Regions from separate parts of the Sus scrofa genome. Here regions 2 and 3 are each linked to region 1. The links are chromatin contacts, called in public Hi-C and promoter capture Hi-C maps. All regions are on one chromosome and are shown on one strand. The core of a region is the stretch at or near the end of the contact, and the rest is flanking DNA. Distances in the headings are between cores, read along the strand shown. Region 1 overlaps AKAP13 (A-kinase anchor protein 13). Region 2 overlaps LOC106504496 (a long non-coding RNA gene). Region 3 has its middle 40 kb from the start of AKAP13.

Region 1 (3,023 bases), core at 241-2,740:
AACTCAAAGTTTTGTGTTTTCCTCAATTTCTATTTGGCTTTGCCAACAGCAGTATATAAAAACAGAAGCCAATGCCATGGGGCTCCTTCCAAGTCAGGAGTTAACCTCTGTCTCCTCACTTACAAAACAGTGTGGTTAAATTCATGAATGAAATGTGAACTTTCTAGAAAACACCCTTTAGTCTGAGATCACACTCAGGTGCTTTTTCTCGAGGGCAATGTGACCGGGGTCTTTCCCCAATCCTGGCTATTTTCTGAAGAAAGCACCAATTTCTTCATCACTGGCTACTTCTCCCTGTTCTTTGAAGCCATAAGCACAGAGCACATATGACTCTTCATAGCAGAAGAAGTAACTCGCCCACACATATGAGCCAACCCCAAACCCAGAGATACTGTTGAAACTTGATTTTCTTCTCATTCTCCTTCCTAAAACCTTAAAATCTTAAAAATAATTTCTTTGCATCATTACTGTATTGTGGACTATTAAAAAATCAAAGTCTAAAAACTTCCTGGTTTCTGTCTTTTTTCATAAGGTACCTCTAGACACAAGCCTTATACAGTTCGTACTTCCTTGGGTTAATCTGACTACAGAGCCAGAAAGAGAAATAATTCCAGCCCATGTGGCCAAAGACGCAGCACCCAAATGAAAAGAACATAGCCAGGCATCAGCTTACAGCCACTCCCATTCTTCTAAAATGTCAACCTGCCAGGGCCCCCAAAATAGACTTGTTGTTGTGCCTTATTTTAAAAATTAGAGATATTCTTGTTTAAATTCTGAGAGAGCGGCCAACAAATTTCTGTCACGAACAATCCAAAACATTAATAAAACAGAAAGCCTAAAGTCACTAAAAATACTGCTAGGTTTCTGAAATCCCTCAACTAGAAAAATAGATTATAAGTGGTTAAAAACCCTTTATCAGCAAAAATGACCACTGTGTTTAAATTGCTCTTTTTCAAAACCAACTTCTTTCCTTATTCTTTTTGTTCATTTCTCTACATGTCCCACCCCCACATTCTTAACACATACTACAGTAAAGGGGTTTTCAAAAATTAGAACAGCAAAAACAAACAATAAGAATAAAATAGGTTTCTTACCTACAAGAGCCTAGGGCAAGCATGGAGATAGGTCCTCTGACTATACCTGGTAACAGGTGGTGGTCTCAAAGTGTTAATCAAACTGACCTTGAACGACTTCAGGAGTCAATACCGAGTCAGACTCCAGTTTGAGCTTCAGCCTCAACCCCCAATAAGAAGTTTTATTCAGATCGTTTATTTCCACTGAGCAATAGTGGTTTCTTTTCGCTCTCTCTGGACATGGTTACCCATAGATGGAACAGGCTGCTGTGTGAGCAATCTGCTCGGTGCAGCTGCTTCACCAAGATAAGCAGACACAACGTCTGCCCTGTGACAGCAGCTCAGCAGACTAGGCTTGGGCGGAAATCCTGCATCCTATCCCCTGTGCTGTGCAGGGTCCTGAATTCCCAGACTGCTGCCCAAGAGCAACAGGCAATGGAACTGGAGGTCTGCTCCTCAGGCAGGAAAAGGAGGGAGTTCCCTTCCCCCTCAGCCTCCACCAATGACCTAATACCACCATTTGGGATGCTGGGCCACTGGCTCAGAATGATACTTACAGCTGTTCATGAAACTACTCTGACTCTAAATTTGCTCAGGACAGAGACTAGAATGATAGGAAAAGAAAGGAGTTTCAGGCTTGATATTAAAATACACTTTTTCAACAATGTTTGTTGTGGTTCTCCAGAAAAAGGACTAAACCATGTGAATAAAAACATCTGCTAAATTCCTTTATCATTGTAGAACACCTGGGATCTAGCTGCTGTTTTCCAGGTTAGGAAAGTCACAATTGCTCCAGTGTGACAGACAGAGCATTTATAGGCTTTAAGCAATTAAGCCAGGAGTTTAGGATACAGGAAGCAGAATCTGTCCAACCCTGAGATGACGTGCCTCTCTGAGTGGTGCTGACTAGTAACCTGGCAACCTATCTAATGAATACAAGCCTTCTAAACAAAAAAGACCTATATTTTTACCAGCATATCACAGAGACTCTTAAGGGAATTTGCTTCTCGACCAGTTGATTTTATTTTCTGCTGTGCTTACCTGTTGTGGCCCAGATCCCAGGACAGGCGAAATAATCTTCTCTGGCTCCTCCCTTCCAGCAACGCATCCTGTAAGGTTCTCAGAGGCTTCTCTGCAAACACTGCCCATTGGTGGGGTCTCCGCAGGCTGGACAGCATGCGCCTTCCCTGGAGAAGCACTCTCTAGCTGTTCAGTCTCTGGGCCTGACTCGGAAGGACTGGACAGGAACACATGACTGATCTTCCCCTCTGTCATCAGTGCTCCCGAGGCCTTGACTCGCTCTATGACAGCATCCACTATACGACTAGCAGCCTCCTCGATAGAGCCTGCTTTCTCAGGCGGCAGCGCAACTTCAGCAGAGACAGCGCAGAGCACAGGGACAGCACCCCTTTCCCTGCCTTGGGCCTGGTCACCACGGCCTGGGGGCCCTGTCTCTGTGGGGGGATCTTTGGCAACAGGCTGCAGCGGGATGTGATACGCTTCCTCACCCCTCTGTGCCTCCTTGGAGTCGCCCAGACTACAGCTGCCACCTGCTCCCTCCACCTTCCCCTTCTCCCGGCCCAGTGGTTCCAGCTCTGGGATTGCGGTGTCCTCAAGACCAGTCACACCTTTGTCTAGTAAAGCTCCTGGCACACCCAGGATCATATTCTTCTCTGGGCTCAGTGAGACTGGTGGGATCGGCATGTCCTCGGTGTGATATGACATATCCTTTCTTCTGGCCCCAACGGTGCCTTGTAGGGCACTGACCATGGCACCATCCAACGCCACATTTCCACTCACCTCACAAGCAGTGGTCTCCTGGGACTGAGTGCTTTTCACTCCAACATCCAGAGCAGGAGACTGACTGCCGTTAAGAGTCTCAGACCCATCTGGTAACAGACTTGGCAATGGAGGTGAGCTGCTGTGCTCTGCACCCAAGGCTTCCTGGCT
Region 2 (3,023 bases), core at 205-2,704, 240 kb after region 1:
GTAAGGGTGAAATAAAAACATTTAAAAAGATGCAAACTCTTAGATAATGATTAAAACAATCATGCATAGTTTCCTGCTGAAAGAACTACTAGAAGATGCATTTCGAGAAGGAAATATAGCACAGAAGAAAGAAGTAAGATTCGAGGTAATTAGTAAACATGTAAACAAATATACTGAACTTTGACTAAAAACAAATTTTTTTTAAATTTTTTTATGGCCATACCTACAGCATATGGAAGTTTCTGGGCTAGAGATTGAATCTGAGCTGCAGCTTTGAACTATGTTGCAGGCGAAACAATGCCAGATCCTTTAGCCTACTGTGCCAGGCTGGGGATCAAACCCACACCTCCACAGAGAACCTAGCCACTGTGGTTGGATTCTTAACCCACTGCACCAAGGCAGGAGCTCCAAAAACAAATTTTAAAATGATTTATTTTTTGGTTAAATATGTGGAACTAAAATTCTAGGCAACAATAACATGGAAGGTAGGGAGGAAAAGCAAGAGCTTAAATAGTTTAATATCCTAATAATTTCTTTAGGTCAATGATGTATGTTAAACAATTAAGATTATAAATTAAAAGAAAATAAATAAAATCTGTAACTCCCTATATGGTTAGGAAGCAGAGGAAATACAGAAAAGAATCTCCTTCTCCTACCACCCCCCTTCCAAAAAAAAAAAAAAAAAAAAAAAAGCAACAACAACCAAAATGGGTAGGAAAAGAAAAACATAAAACAACAAAATAAGAATGGTGGAAATAAATTCATGTATATTAGTAACATGGAAAATGTAAATATTCATACAATAGAAAACCACATAGAAGTAAAAACAAACCAGATTTATATGTATCAACACAAATAAATGCTAGAAACATTGTGCTGACCATATAAAATAAGATTCAAAAGGACATACACAGTATGGGACCATTTTGTGAATTGCATAATGATACAAAACAATGTTATATATTGTTCATAGATACAAATATATTTAGCAAAATTGTGAATGGAGGAATACATACCACTTTAGTGATGATTTTTTTCCCCTTAAACAAGAGCATTAACTCTGAAACAGTCATGACAAAAAGTTCATGTGTTATATCTGGGTTGTTGGTAGGTGAGGGTCTTTTATATTTATTTCTGGGCTTCTTTGCTTTTTTAAAGTATTTAGGGATCACAAAAATTAAACACTAAACTTCTGTATTTTCTCTTTAATCACATATCCCCCAGGACACAGGGAAGATAACAGTTCTGCTCTCACAGATGCTGGTTTAGGTAAGAATGTGTGCTATTCTTTGTTTTCTTCCCCTTCCAGATTCATGCTCTGCCATGCTGAGTCCTCTGGACTGCATAACCCAGGGTCCATTGCCAACTTGCTTTCAGGTCATCCAGGCGGGTTGAGGAGAAGGAGGGTGGGATAAAAAGAGAACTGGGTGTTTGTTCTCTCTTCCGGCTTTAGCGTCCTGTGGCTGTTGTTGCATCCTGCCATAAGTACAACTCCTGCTAGACAGCCCTTCCTCCATGGTTCCTGCTCTCACTGGGCTCTAAAAACAGTATTTCCTCCTCTTGTCTGGAGAAGCCCTAGGGGTAGTAAAGCTTCTCAGCATTGCTAATCTCCAGATGCCTCACCAAGCCTTGTGTGTTCCCTTTACTGTGCAGGAAACATTTGTTAAAGTCTTTGCTGTTTGTTTAAAAAAGTCCCTTTGTTAAAGTCTTTGCTTTTTGTTTGTTCCATAGAACTTCTCTGCTGTAAGTGAAAAGATGGATTAGGTGATCTTCTCCACATCTTCATGTTATCTGTGCTAAAACAACGTGTCTTGAGCATGTATGGTTGACAACTTGATGGAAAGGGACTGTGACTGACATACACAGGAAGACCTTCTCTACTAAAATCTCATGCCCAAGAATCTTATGATTCCTTGAACAGTACCAATTGCGTTTTATGATTTGTTTATTCATCTACTCAATTAATTTTGATTGTGTATTGTTCTATACCAGGAGCTGTGCTAAGAAATGGGGATACATTGTTGAACAAAAGGGAGACCTTATCCTTAGGGAGCTTATAGTAGTCAGAGGGAAGATACACATTTTTCTAGTATGAGGAAATATGACAAATGCAAGGATGATGGAAGTAAAGAGTGCTATGGGTGTACCCAGGAGGGTTGAATAACCCAGTCTTGTACCATCAGGGAGAGTTTATCAAAGGAAATAACATCTAATCTGAGACCTGAAGAATAAATTCTAGTTAGCAGGATTAAGGAGAATAGCTGGTCAGAGGGGCATGGGTTTTCATTTTAAAATATTCTAGGCAGAGAGAAAAACAACTTGGGCTAAAACCAGCCAGGGATAAAACCTTTTGGGAAACCGAGAGACTGCAGAGGAGCGGGGGAGAGAAAAAGGAGAGGAAAGCAGAGGTCAGATCACAAAAGGCCTTATAAGGAATATTAAGTGCATGGGTCTAATTATGAGGACAATGAGTCATTAAATCTTTTTATGTAGACAGTATATGATAGAACCACATTTGCATTTTGGAAAGATTACCCTGAGGATGAAATTGATGTAAAACTAGGACCAGAGAGGGGTTCTCTTAGGAGGTTATTGCAGTAGTTGGGGCCAGAAAGGATGAGCTGGACTTGAATAGAGACAGTGGGGCTGGAGAGGCAAGACTATGTCTCTAAGATGGTTTGAAGCAGGCAATCCAAACCTGCCATCCTATCACATTCAGGCAGTTGCTGCCGTTATAGTCCAGTCCTGCCAAATGCAAGCTGTCATCTCCTTGTTTGATTTTGGGTAGGCCTGTGAACTCCCTAGGGGCAAGGAGTATTTTGTATTCCTCTGTGTGTCTCTAGTATCTTGGAGATGCTCAGGGATCGAATGTTCTTGAATAAGTGAGTCTCAGCGACATGGTATTTTTGATACAGTGGTTGTCCTCATGACCTTCCAGACCCAACTTTATTAGGAAAGGTCAATGACAATCGTGAAAATCAACATCTAGAGCTACTTCAGCCTGCACATTAAGGTGTGAATAC
Region 3 (3,023 bases), core at 337-2,836, 220 kb after region 1:
ATTGGAAACAACCCAGTATCCAACAGTAGAGAATGGGTTAATTAAATGTGGTACCTCCATACAATGGAATATTGTGCAGCTGTAAAAGGAAAAGAATGAAGAAGGTTTTAATGTGCTGACACAGAAAGATCTACAAGATATCAAGTAAAAACAGCAAGACACAGAGCAGTATGTATATAGTATGCCATGTTTTGTGAGAAAATGGAGTCAAAATAAGAATATATTTCTCGGGAGTTCCTGTCGTGGTGCAGTGGTTAACGAAACCGATTAGGAACCATGAGGTTGCGGGTTCAGTCCCTGGCCTTGCTCAGTGGGTTAAGGATCTGGCATTGCTGTGAGCTGTGGTGTAGGTTGCAGACGCTCAGATCCCACGTTGCTGTGGCTGTGGCGTGGCTACAGCTCCGATTCGACCCCTAGCCTGGGAACCTCCATATGCCGAGGGAGTGGCCACAGAAAAGGCAAAAAGACAACAACAATAACAAGAAAATCAAACAAACAAAAATAATATATTTCTCATTAACTGGTATGCATAAGGAAATGCTGAAAGTGTCTACATAATAAGGAACACATGATGGTAGTTATTACCTGTGTATGAAGGCAACTGGATATTTGGGGGTCATGTGGATGAGAGATTTTTCTAGGCTTTATGATTTTGAATGATGTGACTGTATAATCTATTTATAAACTAAATCAAATAAACAAGCATCATAGCTCTGTCACTTTGTTACCAGCCCACCCTGGAAAATTACTTAACATCTCCCAGTCCTGATGTTGACATCAGGGAAATGGAGATATTTATATTCGCCCCCCTGGCCTGTTAGGTCACTAAGCAACTGAATGCAAAAAGCACTAAGCAACTGAATGCAAAAATTTGTGAGCCTGGAGGGGTGCTCACAAATATTGGGTGATTTCCTTTCCCTGTGGAAGTGCCAGTGCCTCTCTGTCCTGCGACCGGATTGTGATTCACTGGTTCAGAACTTTTCAGGAAGTATTTCAGGAGCAATTTTCTCTTGCTTGCCTTGTCCTGACTGAGTCGTCACAGGTTAAAAAAAAAAAAAAGTCCAATGACCTTAAGAATTCAGTGGCCTTTGAACACTCTTTTAGGCGGGGCAGCCTCTAGAAACCTCTGCTTCATTTCCCAGATTGGTTGATTTCTTCCACTTGGGTTCCTCCTGTAGCGTCAACTCAGGCCCAACCTCCAGGGGAGCAGTCCCAAGGCTCAGGTGCCACGCTGGGAAGGAGTCTGCCTGCCTGAGCTCTGAGGTTCCTTCTCTCTCCACCCTTGCTCCACTGCTTTCTCTCCAAATCCATTCTCTGGGCTTCAGAATCCCAGCGGGGTCAGGGGACTGTTATCAGCGGACCAAGCTTTCAGCCCCAGGGGAGTCCTGGGGAGAGGCCCGGCAGTCGGAGGAAGGGCTCTAAGAGGCCACCCAGCATCCCACCATCTGTGATGGAGGGGCTACAGCATTCTCTGACTTCGAGGCCGGTGTTTGATCTGCCTCCGGCCTTCGCAGAGAGCCGCAAGCACAGCGCGGAGGTTATGAAAGAACACAGTGCTGGCTGAACACACATTCGCTGGAGCCCTTTCGGTTTTCGGGGAAGGGACCGAGCGCGGCCTCTAGCGGCCTCTCCTAGACCTGCTCTCCAGAGTCTTGACCCTTGTGGATTGTTCAACTGAAACTCGGCCACAGCTCCGTGGGAAAGAGGCAGCGGGATCGCGGGACGTTGTCCTCGGAAAACCTTCCACAAGCAGAGTCGTGGTCTGTCCTGCAGGCAAGCGTGTGAATCCGGCTAGACCTGCCTCCCGAACGGTCGAGCTCCAGCGCATTCACAAGGGCATCCAGAGCTCCTCCCCCTCCTCCTCCCTCCAGGTCCTGCGGGTCCGACTCCTCCCCCATCTCTGTTCCCCTCTCGTCTCAGTTATCAAGTGCTGCCTGCCGCACCTAATCTCAGGCAATGATTTGCAGCACTGGTTGCTGCATTCCTTCAAACTCTCCTTTGCAAAGATTCTGGGACCTAATCTTTCTTTCTTTTTAAAATTTTATTGGAATATAGTTGATGTACAAAATTATGTTAATTTCAGGAGTACAGCACAGTAAATCGGTTATACATATATCCATTCCTTTTCAGATTCTTTTCCCATATACTTTATTACACAGTATTGAGTAAATTTCCTTGTGCTATACACTAGGAGGTACTTAATATTTCTTCAATGAATCAATCTGGGTAAGTTGAATGAGGACTTTAAGTTGAAACTGATCCAGTCACCTTAGTCTATTTTCTAAGTTATTTAAAATATACAACATTGACTTTTTTCTCGTTACAAAATTTTGGTACTATGGAATGCTGTGTTGGAAATACTGATCAAATCAAACTCCCTGATTTCATGGAAGATCAGTATAAATCTTAACTTTGTTCCTTATGAGAAAAAACCAAAAACAAAAACCCACCAAATACTTGTGCCCTCATTGGGTGCATGAAGCAGTTTTAGGTACTAGCACTACATTTTCTTGAACCCAAGGTGGATCCCTTTAAGGGCAATTAAAAAGATATAACATGACATTGATTTTTTTGCACACATTCTTTCAAATTTCTGTTTTCTATATTACAAGCTACCATCCACAGAGGGTCATAAATCCTCTGGAGAAGTCATATGTTACACCACGTGGTTTGCTTTGCATCTGTTTTGCAGCTGTTCACTTTGCAGTTTTATTTTGCCTTTTGGAAACCTTAGAACAGTGCTTCTCAAACATGAATGCGCATATGAATCACTTGGGGGATCTTGTTAAAATGCAGATTTTGAGTCAGGAGGTCTGGGGAGGGCTGAGATTCTTCACTTCTAAGGAGATGCCAGGTGGTGCCAATTCTGCTGCTCTGGACACCACACTTAGAGTGGTAGAGTTGTTGAAAAACAGGAACAAAAGTATTCTGAGAGTGCTCATGGGATCAGTGTCAATGTGCTTGCACTGAGAACCAGTCTGGCTGTGGAGGAGTTCTCCTTGAAGATTCTAGTCTACTTTCCC

Evidence for each region. Promoter capture Hi-C pulls out the DNA fragments that hold promoters and counts their contacts. A called contact is a pair of places that touch in the nucleus more often than the background predicts.
Region 2: a Hi-C map of heart right ventricle shows a contact between it and region 1, with 2.9 times the contacts expected there. The contact joins two enhancer-like sites. A contact is called at or near these places in 4 of 47 Hi-C or Micro-C datasets (embryonic fibroblasts, fetal heart ventricle and heart right ventricle).
Region 3: a promoter capture Hi-C map of liver shows a contact between it and region 1, with 4 times the contacts expected there. The contact joins two enhancer-like sites.

The regions. Positions count from the first base shown.
Region 1 is chr7:88,070,083-88,073,105 of Sscrofa11.1, reverse strand. AKAP13 (A-kinase anchor protein 13) reads right to left here. Exons shown (of 38, transcript XM_021099912.1): 7 at 2,122-3,023. Among named protein-coding and RNA genes, the nearest start is that of AKAP13, 180 kb to the right of the region's middle. Within about 2 kb of position 1,490, at least 30 of the 83 cell types and tissues checked have an H3K27ac peak or open chromatin away from gene starts, as enhancers often do. A contact at or near this core is called in liver, where this site is marked.
Region 2 is chr7:87,825,577-87,828,599 of Sscrofa11.1, reverse strand. LOC106504496 (a long non-coding RNA gene) reads left to right here. Exons shown (of 4, transcript XR_002345980.1): 3 at 1,225-1,269; 4 at 1,732-3,023. Among named protein-coding and RNA genes, the nearest start is that of SV2B, 60 kb to the right of the region's middle. Within about 2 kb of position 1,454, at least 10 of the 83 cell types and tissues checked have an H3K27ac peak or open chromatin away from gene starts, as enhancers often do.
Region 3 is chr7:87,847,949-87,850,971 of Sscrofa11.1, reverse strand. No RefSeq gene overlaps it. Among named protein-coding and RNA genes, the nearest start is that of AKAP13, 40 kb to the left of the region's middle. Within about 2 kb of position 1,586, at least 73 of the 83 cell types and tissues checked have an H3K27ac peak or open chromatin away from gene starts, as enhancers often do. A contact at or near this core is called in liver, where this site is marked.